Linked DNA regions of Mus musculus: region 2 is linked to region 1. A link is a contact called in public Hi-C data. All regions are on one chromosome and are shown on one strand. The core of a region is the stretch at or near the end of the contact, and the rest is flanking DNA. Distances in the headings are between cores, read along the strand shown. Region 1 overlaps Mtss1 (MTSS I-BAR domain containing 1). Region 2 overlaps Gm36617 (a long non-coding RNA gene).

The links. Hi-C and Micro-C count contacts between places; a contact is called where the count stands out from the background.
Region 2: a Hi-C map of bone marrow-derived macrophages shows a contact between it and region 1, with 26 read pairs. A contact is called at or near these places in 3 of 484 Hi-C or Micro-C datasets (the 3T3-L1 cell line, bone marrow-derived macrophages and ventricular fibroblasts), 14 of 130 datasets of targeted methods (bone marrow-derived macrophages, embryonic basal ganglia, embryonic fibroblasts and 9 more) and 4 of 9 other capture datasets (adipose tissue, embryonic stem cells, liver and 1 more).

Annotation. Positions count from the first base shown.
Region 1 is chr15:59,033,816-59,039,698 of GRCm38.p6, forward strand. All of the region lies in intron 3 of Mtss1 (MTSS I-BAR domain containing 1), which reads right to left. Among named protein-coding and RNA genes, the nearest start is that of Gm41330, 42 kb to the left of the region's middle.
Region 2 is chr15:59,289,521-59,295,403 of GRCm38.p6, forward strand. It overlaps Gm36617 (a long non-coding RNA gene), which reads left to right. Exons shown (of 4, transcript XR_875370.3): 4 at 2,061-2,431. Among named protein-coding and RNA genes, the nearest start is that of Sqle, 23 kb to the right of the region's middle.

The sequences.
Region 1 (5,883 bases), core at 1,771-4,270:
GTAGCTGTCAATGCTGCACTAGGACCTGACTTTAAGAATCCTTTGTGCGTTCGAAGGTTTGCCATCTCCTGACTGCCTTGTCCACAGAAGACTCTCTAGTCCACAGCAAGTGCTAACAAACTCATGGCTCAGATGGGAGTGTTGCTCTGTGCAAGAAAGTCCTTTCACCAGTAATTCAGAAGTCATTCATGCCTGATCTCAACTCCGTGTGTTCCTTTAGCGGCAGAGCCGGCCACTCTGACTGACATGCACAGGAGCTGAACAGAGTCTGTGGTAATGACTTCTTGGTGTGCGAAAATTCACAAGGATCAAGCACGGTCGCCCACCAAAGCTGAAGGGTCTAGATACACTAAAATTCCACTTAGGAGCTTTAGAAACTGCAAGTCTAACTCTCACCTCAGAGGAGTGACTATTTGTAATGAGGCTGCAGCCAAACCATACCCTGTGTGAGGCTCCAACCCTGATGTCTGTCTCCTAGTACTGTCCTTTCTCTTACACACCTGTGGGCTCACCCACCTACCAACCCTGAGTGAAGAGATGGCTTAGAGGGTAGCCATATGCTCTCTCTGGACCCCTGAGAGCTGCTATTCAGCAAGGAGGTGGGGTGGGGGAGGGAGATCACTAAGGATGTGTTGGGCACTTGAGCTCAAACACCCCCCACCCCCCCCCACCCCACCCCACCCCCGCCCTGGCTTATTTTGCTTAAAAGCAACCACAAAAATCTTTTGTGTCAAAGCCTCATAAGTACAAAATGAAGACACAGAGGAGCTGAGACCACAATGGACACTCCGGCGCTGTACAGCCATTGGGGGGGGGGGGGGGATGGGGGGCCGGGGCAGAGCAGTGCAAAAGCCAAGGGCAGCTTGGGACAGACAGTTGAACTGATACAATAATTCCTGTATAGAGCGAGGGGTATAGAAAATGACTTGGGTGGCCATCCTCCTTAAAACATATAGGACCGTACACGTACACACACACACCCCAGGATATGTATGTATGCTAGGCACTGGGATTTGAATAGCATTTCAAGCCAAATCGTACCCTCCCTACATTCCTAAAGAAATCAAATTGGAGAGGTGGGTAAACAGGGACCACTTGTGTTGTTACTGGGACACTGGCCCTTTCCTCTCCCGATGCATGGCTTCTGCAGCCCTGGTGTTGCTTTGAATGCTCTCTAAGGGAGCGAATGGATAGTGTCAACTGTCTCGATTCATATCACTTCCACGTGACTCGAGCCCAGTGTGTAGCATTATGGCATTTTTCTTTTTAAGTCAGAAGAAATGTTTCACTGAGCAGTAGTGGTGCACGCCTTTAATCCCAGCACTCAGGAAGCAGAGGCAGGTGGGTCTCTGTGAGTTCAGGCCAGCCTGGTCTACAGAGTGAGTTCCTTCCAGGACAGCCAGGGCTACTATGAGAAACTCTATCTTGAAAAGAAGTAGAAGAAGAGGAGGAGGAGGAAGAGGGGGGAAGAAGAGAGATGAGGAAGAGGAGAGAAGAGGAGAAAAGATGAGGAGAGGAGGAGGAGGAAGAGGAAGAACTTTCTTAAACACAAACACACTCCACTCACAGGGAACTAGTCCACAATTCAAAGTTGACAATAATTTTCAATAAATAAATTTGACAACAAAAGGCAAAGAGTGAAGCTAAACTCCCGTTCAAGGATTATACATGCTGGAAGCACGCAACACACAGACCGAGCATTCTTAGTCAGAAACCAAAACCACAAAACGCTACAAAGGATAAAACTCTGATTTGTGACCTGGTGTAAGTGAAAAACTCCAGACGATGGACCTTCATCTTATGATCACAATTATACAGGCAAATGTATATACACAATACACACACACACACACACACACACACACACAGAGGAGCCCTTGGGTTCCAAACTCTGCTGAGAATCCTCAACAGTGCTGGCTTCTGGTACCCTGGAAAGAAATACAACAATGCAGGTCCCTCAGTAGCTGGCCAAACCCCAGCTGTCACCATCAGGGAGGACACACATAGGACAGCATGGCCTTCCAGTGTGAGAACATCAATACACCATATCTGGGTTGCCTTCTCTGTCAACAAAGGCTGCAGGGAACAGAACAGGGAATTCGAAACACAGGAAACCACCTTACAGACAGACAGATGATAGCCCCGTGGGCACACTCACGGCCTAGATACTGGGTCAAAGTTCCAAGCCTCTGTAACCTGCACCCAGTACATCAGCTCCTGGTGTTAACGGCAGACTGCGTGTGACCACACATGGGAATGTCAGTCCATAACGGAGACTACCATTATTCCCACCCCTTCACCAAACAAAGTGGACGCTCAAGGTTTTCTGGAGAGCCAAAAGGTGATCCAGGGCCTTGGGATTCTTGAATCTTGACCACCTGAATAGATAGATGGACACAGTAAGACAGATAGTAAGACACAGCCAGACTCTGGATTACAGCCAGCCCCAAAGTGGAAGACCACAAACACATCCGTGAATGGAAACAGAAAAAAAGAAAAGAAAAACACAAAACCTTTTTTTTTCTTTACAGAAGCCAATGATAAACTATCTGCATTCTCTTTAGCATCTTATATTTTTTAGCATGTGATGCCACAGCCATGAGAAATCATCTCTAACCCGTCTGTGTTGAGCATCAGAATGAGACAGCTGCCTGCTGGCAGGAGGAAACGTTCAATCTTGTCACTTCCAAAAGGAATTCATATTCATAATTAATGATGCTTTTGTCCATGCCAGAAGGAAAACTCACAGGCTCAACTATGCTTAAGTCAATTCTCCTCAAGCCAACTGCAATACAATTTTATAAATTATAGAGCAGAGGAAAAGAACAACATCTTGTCAGCTGTGAGGGAGACAAAAAGAGACCCAAAAAAAAAAAAAATCAGATAGATGAACAAAGCAGTCATGTTTCCAGAATGAAACTGGGCTTGAAATGTTAATTTCTGGAAAAACAGAATGCTGGACTTTCAGTCTTCACATGAAATAAACATTAACTAAAAAGTACCATTCGACAGGTTATGTGTGCCCGGCACTCCAGAGCCTCAGAGATTCATTCGGCTCTTTTTGCCCAAGTGTGCTGGACAGGAGCAGGGTGGCTGAAGAAACTGAAGATAAACCACCAAACAAGATTCCAGAGGCTGGAGAGATGGCTAAGTGGCTAAGAGCACTGCCTGCTCTTCCAGAGGACCCAGGTTCGATTCCCACTACCCACAAGGTGGCTCCCATCTGTAACTCCAGTTCCAGGGGACCCGACTGTCTCTTCTGGCCCCTACAGGCACCAGGTGACACATGTGCAAGCAAAATATCTACAGGGATAAAACTGGGATCTGTTTTAATTAAAAAAACAAAATACATGGGGTTGAAGAGATGGCTCAGCAGTTGAAAGTTCTGGACACTGGCTATTCTTCCAGAGAACCCAGGTTCAATTCCCAGCACCTACAAGGTGGCTTATGAAGTAGTCATACACATAGATCGTGTACAGGCAAAGCATCCATGTACAAAGAATAAAATAATGACAATTTAAAAAAAATAGTTTTTGGTTTCAGAGTCATTCCTATGGAGCTTTGCAAATAAAATTAGAAGACTCGCAAATAAACTCTATTGAAATATTTGAAAGAAGTTTCCCTAGTGGTTAATACTCCCAGTACACACAGTCTTCAAATGGCATCAAGAATAAATGTAAAAGCAAAACCCACTTCATTTGCTCATCGTAAAGGACAGATGGAAATACCATAGAGAAACCTGGTACTCTGTGTGCTTATTCAGAAATCGAGTTTTATTCAGCAACTAGGTTATGAACCAGGGGCAAAATGATGGATGTCTGAAGCACACACTGGGCTCCAAGTTAGGGAAACGGCAGGAAAAAGAAATGCCTGCTCGCGGTCTGAGCTTTTGTATGTAACAAAATACATGTCCCAAAACTGATCTCTTAACACCCTGAAGGGTGCCAGTCTGCGGCATGAAGCACATGCATGAAGCTGTGTAAACATTACCGCTACCAGAGCCTTCGTCATCATGCGTTCACGGATTTGTTGGAGGAAATGAAACCAGACCAGAGTAAGTACTGAGCTGTTTGCCTTAAAGTGGTGAATTTTACATTATATTAATTCACTTACATTAAAAAGAAAGAAAACGGTTGTGTTGCTATTGTTTAATGGGCAAGTCCTTGCCTTGAAATGGCTCTAGGGCCAGTGACAGAACCCAGCATATCAGGACCAGCGATGTGACAGGAAAGCCTAGGTTTCAGTGGAGCTGGCAGGAGACTGCTAGACTCTTGAGGGGGAAAGGTCCCACAGAGAAAGGAGCATCAAATGAGAACCCAGAGAGGAGTCTGAGGGTGGAAAGTCTGGAGGGAGCTGAGGCATGTGCTGACGGAGACCAGAACAACCGTACTTGAGGGAGACAAACACAACGTCCAGATCCACTCACATCACCGTGCAGGACCTGGATCTGACCACGAATACCATTAACTAGATAGTTATCCCACTTAAAATATGTAAATATTTATTTATGATAACTATAAGCTGTATATTACAAACTGTAAAGATCATAAACATAACAGCAATTTAGCCCACAGAATCGAGGGGGAATTCACAAGTGTCCAAGTCAGTCAGGGGCTGGGAGACATAAACAGGACCTGCCGTGCACACAGAAGCTGGAGAAGAGCCAGGGCAGGCAGGGCAGAATGGGATTAAAAAAAAAAGAGAGAGAAGCCAAGGGGACACCAATCTCTATAGTCAGAGCAGTTCAAGCTTGACCAGTTATGAAACTCTTTCACATTCGAGACCTTGGTTCCATGGTCACCTTGACAGGCAGGCATGGCCAACCCACCGTCATCTCATGAACAACAAAACTTAGGTGTGTCAGAATGGACTCACACCCATGGCCACCTAGTGAGGAAGGAGGAGAGGCCGGGAGCAGTCGCCAACCAGGCTATGTCAGGAAGACAGCTCCATGGCCTCAGTGGCCAAGCATTCTGTCTTAGTTTATGTTTCTATTGCTCTGCGGAAACACTGTGACCAAGGCAACTTATAAAAGGAAACATTTTAATTAAACTTGCAGTTCAAAGGGTCCATGACAACAGAACAGAGGTGTGGTGTCACCAGCAGCTGAGAGCTCACATCTTGATCCACAGTCATGAGGCAGAGAGAAGGCACTAGGAATGGCTTGAGTCTTTTGAAATCTCAAAGCCCTCCCCCAGAGTGACACAACTTCTCCAACAAGGCTCCCAATCCTTCCCAAACAGTTCCACCAACAGGGGACCAAGTATTCAAACACATGAGTCACGGGGGTCACTTTCATTTAAGCCACCCTGCATTCTTCATCCTCTGACACCACTGTCACGTCATTCAATGCTTTGCGTGTTAGAGCAAGTGGTTGTTATTAGTGTGATGTGGAATTTTGACTCTAGTGGCTTCTTGGGTGCAATATGGCCTAGCTTGTCAAATTTCTAAAATCATAACTTAGCTATGCACAACTGAAAACCCTGCTTGAAGAGCCAGCAAGGCTGCTCAGCAGGTGAAGACACCTCCCACCAAGCCTGACAATCCGAGTTCTATCCCCAGGACCCACTTGATAGAAGGAGAGAAGTGACTCCCTTAATTTGCCCTCTTACCTAAACATGCACCCTAAACATGCATGCTGTGGCATGCTCCCCGCCCCCCCCCCCGAAAAAATAATCAAATGAATAAAATGTGAAAAATAAAACCAAAAAAAAAAAAAAAAAAAAACTAAGTCTAGCACAATGATCAAACCAGTCTGCAACTGCTTTGAAAAAGTCATAGCCTTTCTTCCATTAAAGTGCCTAATAATAACACTGAAAAGAATCAGTTTAGGGGCTGGAGAGATGGCTCAGTGGTTAAGAGCATTGACTGTTCTTCCAGAAG
Region 2 (5,883 bases), core at 896-3,395, 250 kb after region 1:
AGCTTTATTGTAGAAAGGCAGGGGGAAAGAGAGAAGGTAGAAAGAGGGAGAGACCGGCCATGGCCAAGAGGAGAGAAGGGGGAAAAGGAGAGAGAGAGAAGAAAGGCTAGAGAGTACAAAAGAGAGAGGAAGAGAGTGAGGAGGGGCTAAATAGCCCCTCTTATAGTGGGCTGTTATCTTGCTGTTGCTAGGTAACTGGGAGGAGTCTAGACTGAAGGTCAGAAGCTTGGGACGTTGTGTACATGACTGAAAGCCATGAGCCTCTCCTGTGGGGGCTGTGGGGACAGTAACTTTGACAGGAGCCAGGGTCCAGGAGACATGAGGGAACACCTACTGTCCCATGTAGGTGGGAATTACCATCCATCATGTTCTACCGGGGTTCCACCTCCCAACTCGACTGGAGACCAAGCTGTCTGTGCATAGCCCATTGCCCCACACACTCAAGGGAGGCTCCTTTCTCTGTGATAATTCCAACTTGTGTCAAGTTGGTATTACAAGACCAGCCAGTAAAGTGATTGGAGGCAAACAGCCAGCTCATCTTGCCAATCCAACAGAGAGAATGAGTGACCCAGGAAAACACGCTGGGCTCTAGATACTGACTTGTGATCTTCACACAGGTTCATATTCACAGCAAGTATATCCTCACACATATGCATAGCACACATGTACTCAGACAGACAGACAGACACACACACACAACTAATCTAAGATGCAATGTCAGATAGTAGGTGGCTGGAGTGTAATTTTTAGGCAAGATAGTAATGAAAGGAAAATGGAGCCAACGGTTCCTCCCTCTCAGAGTTATGTTTAAAAATGTAAAGTTCTTCACCTTCAGCCAAAGCCTTGTCCACCCCAGACCCACTTCCTGCACTATCTCCCCTAGGAAGAACCCTTTGACTGAGCTCCAAGCCCTCAACATGCCGGAGGACTTCAGGCAATATGTTTTCCAAGGATGCCATTAGTATCTTGTAGCCAAATCTGACTTTTGAACAGCAGAAACTAAATATCACCCAAATCTGTCCCTTTGTGGTCACCTCTCTGTGATAAGTTAGGCATGGTATATCTCAGGTGAAGTGAGGCCAAATGCGAACTTTATAAACACATGGAAACTTGAATGGGCCTCAGAGCCTTGCTGTTGATAAGCCTGGACTATGTCTCATAAAGACTGTTGGAATAGGGTGGGTATCCTTTTCTTAAGACTCGTCCAGATTGCACAGTGAGGAACCCTGGCCAGACTCTAGGCACCATTGGTGCTGGTCATTTCTGAAACATGCAAAAGCAACTATATTGCACTTCTGAGGGGTATTCCTATTTCTGTTCCTTTCTTAGTTTTCTAGTGCTACTGTGACAAAACGCCACAGGAGGGGGCCAGGTTAGTGGTGCATGCCTTTATTTTTTTTTCTTTCCAATTTTTTTATTAGGTATTTACTTCATTTATGTTTCAAATGCTATCCCGAAAAAATAGTCTTGCTCCTCCCACATCCTCCACCATAACCTGGGTGTGAAGTGAGGTTAACCTGGGTGTGACATGAGGTTGGGGCTGACCAAGGCAAATGGACTCCTAGGAGGTGAGGTCAATTTTGTGAGTGGTTGATTATAAGGGGAAAGGACACTCTCAGTGCCCACCTCTCCCAGGTCTGTGTATAAAGACCTGACTTTGTGTAGAGACCTGTATGGTACCAAGAGTTAGAATTTTCCTGCACATCATCAGGACTGTCCAGTCTTGGTCTTTTGACATCTGGCAGGAGATTGGCATGTAGTGGATGGGTGCTAGGTTGAGAACATTTGAGACTAATAAATTTATTAGAAAATTTAACCTTCTCCTCTGCCCTCTAAACCTCTCTCTCCCCTCCCTCCCTCCTTCTCTCCTTTCGCCCCTCTCATTCTTGCACACGTTTTTTCTCTCCCAATACATATAATACACACTTCACATAATTACATAATTGTAGTTATATAATGTGACTCACATTAGAGAGTATCTGTGGCCATAATCCTCTATTACTTCCAGGTTTGTCTGAGTTACATAGCATTTACACAATATTGCTTTTGTTTTTTTCTAGTGTTTGTAGACCATGAGATTAAGCAGTCAGCTTGCTCTGCAACACTGCTTTCATTTTGTTGCCATCTTACAAACAGCTGCCTCTGGAGCCACCTGCTGACACAGTGTAGAATCCTTTGCAGCTAAGATCACTAAGCAAAGCGGCTCTCCAAGCAAACAGGAGAGAAGCTCAAGATTAGACTCTGCTCCATGGACTTCCCACAGCCAAGCAGTTAAATCATCCTGAAAATCTCACTGGTCATGTGAATACTCGGATCCAGTAAATGGGGTAGCCATGTGAGGTCCTCTAAAACTCAGGGACCTTTGATTGAAACTACTGTTGACGTGGTTTTGAGCAAGGAATAAATACTGATCATGGCTTGCCACCATCTATATCTGCCATATCTTATACCCAACATGTAAATGCTGGTATTTATTCCACATGCAACAAATAAGGAATATAGATTCGGAATCTGTCTCAATTCTCCCATAACAGAATACTAGCAATACATCAAATTTGCCATAGTCCACTTTGCCCACTTAGTGATTTGTTTCAAGAACTTTCCACCTGGGGACAGAACTTTTTCACATGAATGTCTGAAGAGTTTTCTGTAGAAGCTGAATTGCTATAGCAAAGGGGGAAAAAAGTTGGGATTTTGGTAAGAAAATGTGTTTTGTTCCTTCCCGCACTGTGGGCCCCCCCCCCCCGCCCCGCCCAAGGTCTGGCCAAAACTGCATGTGGTTGTGCTTTTCAAATCTCTGTTTATCTGAGGATAGAAATTGTCCCAGAGTTTCAGCATTATTTGCAGAACAATAGAGAATAGAGAATAATTCTCTGTTCGTGCTTTTTTATTAAATTGTTCTCCTAGTTGTATTCCAGACACTAGTTTAAACCCCTTGTCTGTGTTTTGTTTCTAAGCCAGCTAGTGGTTTGCTCTTTAACCTTATTCATACTCTGGCTATTTTTCCTATGCTAGAAAACAATTTTTTTATTTGTAGTGCTTTAGTCCCTTTAGAAAGCTCTGACTCAATATATATTTCCTTCCTTCCTTCCTTCCTCTTTCTTTCTTTCTTTCTTTCTTTCTTTCTTTCTTTCTTTCTTTCTTCCTTTCTTCCTCTCTAAGACAGTATCTTGGTGACCTTGATGACTTCAAACTCATAATCCTCCTGCCTCTACCTCCTGAATATTTGGATGGCAGACCTGCCTTATCTGGCATCAATGGGAGAGGAGGCTCTTGGTCGTATGGAGGCTCGATGCCCCAGTGTAGGATTGAAGGTGTCATGCAAAGGATTTGAGGTTTGGCATTATGAAGCAAGCCTATGAGAGGCTATTGGTGAAGCCCAGTTGCAGCAGAAGACCCTAGCATAGTGGAGATGCCAGTATAATGGGATGATCACTAAGAACAGCAGCAGTAGTGGAGTGGATCAACCTGAGCTTAGAGTGCTACAGAGGGCAGAGCTGGAGAAGTGAAGCAAGCCCTTTGGAGGAGCTCAGAAGATCATGTGTGGATCCCAAACACTGAAACAAGAAGCTGTAACATTGAAGTTACATTGAAGATGCCAGAGTCGTGGGCTATCTGCTGAGGAAAGCTGCTAACGGAGTGGAACCAGCCTGGGAGAAAGAAGTTGGTTGCAGTCAACAAAAATGGAAAAAAAGAGTTGGAGATCTGAAGACCGCTTTGACATCAGACGTGGAGATGCAGAGTTTGGAGTTGCCCAGCTGGTTTCCTATCTTTTGCTTTGGGGATTAAGTGATTGGATGAATCTCAGACAGGACCTTGAACTTTGGGCTTTTAACAGTTGAGACTGCTATAGACTATAGGGGCTTTGTAAGTTAGAATCAATGTATTTTTATTATGCTATGTTTAGGTATGAGCCCCAAAGACTCATGTTTGAACAAGCCAGGGAGTGGAATGTGATGGTTTGTATATGCTCTGCCCAGGGACTTTCACCATTAGAAGGTGTGACCCTGTTGGAATAGGTGTGTCACTGTGGGCATGGGCTTTAAGACCCTCATCCTAGCTGCCTGGAAACCAGTATTCTGCTAGCAGCTGTCAGGTGAAGATGTAGAACTCTCAGCTCCTACTGCACCATGCCTGTCCGGATGCTGCCATGTTTCTGCCTTGATGATAGTGGACTGAACCTCTGAACCTGTAAGCCAGCCCCAATTAAATGTTATCCTTACAAGAGTTGCATTGGGGGCTAGTGAGATGGCTCAGTGGTTAAGAGCACCGACTGCTCTTCCAGAGCTCCTGAGTTCAAATCCCAGCAACCACATGGTGGCTCACAACCATCTGTAACGAGATCTGATTCCTTCTTCTGGGGTGTCTGAAGACAGCTTCAGTGTACTTACATATTATAAATAAATAAATCTTTAAAAAAAAAAAAGGAGTTGCATTGGTCATGGTGTTTGTTCTCAGCAGTAAAACCTTAACTAAGACACCTATGAACCACAACAACCAGTGTGGCAAGATTACCATAGGAGTACAGTAGTGGCCTACATGACCTTGGTATAATCTCAAAAAACTGTTTTAAAATGTACAAAGTAACAATGTAACAGCTCTCTAATTGGACTTTAGACTCACTCAGCAGAAGGGAAATCACACCAGGTACTGGAAACCTAGCCAACTACCCAAAGTAGTGACGTCATGGATCTTGGAGGAACACCTACAGTTGCTACTGTACTGACACATTCTGTGAATTAGGTTTGCTGCAGACCTTTTTTGGTCCCTGTCTGCAGAGGATGAGTCTCTGGTTGCAGGTAGACAAGGAGTTGGCAAATGAATGACAAACAGAAGCAACACAAGAGATTGTGTATAATATGAATGTAAAAGTCGAGCATCAAACTTTTTATACAGAAGAGTAACAAGAAACCAGGCAAACACATCCTCTCTAAGTTACAGTGACACAATACAAAAGAAATGTATATATCAAAAGATGGCAGGGACCAGGCCTTGTTTACCACTAAGAAGGGAGCCAGGTATAATGCTAGTCTATTGTTAAATCCACCACCAGGGGTTCTTAGTAAATGCCTGATTATGCTGTTTCTTTGGGCCTAGTGAAGAAACCTGTCTCTGGATTCCCTAACTCTTTCATGGTAAACTCACCTATTCACTAGGCCATTGCGAATTCCCTTGTCTGGGTAAGACTGGCTATTGTCCCAAGTAAACACTCTGCAAACCGGCCCTGATCTATTTTGGCTCTGTTCTTTGTAATGCCTAATTAGTTTCACTGTCTCTATTAGAAGTAAATTTGAATGTTACTGAATAGGTAACCTTCTTACTGAATTCCAAGTTTGTCGCTTCAAGGGTTTTCTGGAATGTTGGAACACTGGGGAAGGCTTAGCTATGTCAGAATTTAATCTTTAAAGGCACTTATAATAAAATACTAAAAGAGAGCACGTGTAAAAAGAGAGCACGTGGATCCATACACCAGACTAACGCAGGGCTAAGGTATGAGTATATGGGTTATAAGAATGCCTGGTTCCAGGAGGTTGAGTTTCCTTGAAACTCCTTGCCTTGTGAGAGCTTCCAGGCCTCTTGGCCTACCAAGCAGACTTCACTGGAGTGTGCGTAGCATAGGTTTAAAACTTGTATTGTGTTAATTGGATTCCTAAAATTGCAGGAGAATCCTTATGAAAGATGCTGAGGGTCCTTGACCCCCAGTTGGTTCTGATTGGTAAATAAAGTGGCCAGCAGCCAATGGTTGGTCAGGGAGACAGAGGTGGGACTTTAGGATTTGTGGACAAAGGGACAGAGAGAAGAAAAAAGAATTGTGGCTGGGCAGTAGTGGCACGAGCCTTTAATCCCAGCACTCGGGAGGCAGAGGCAGGTGGATTTCTGAGT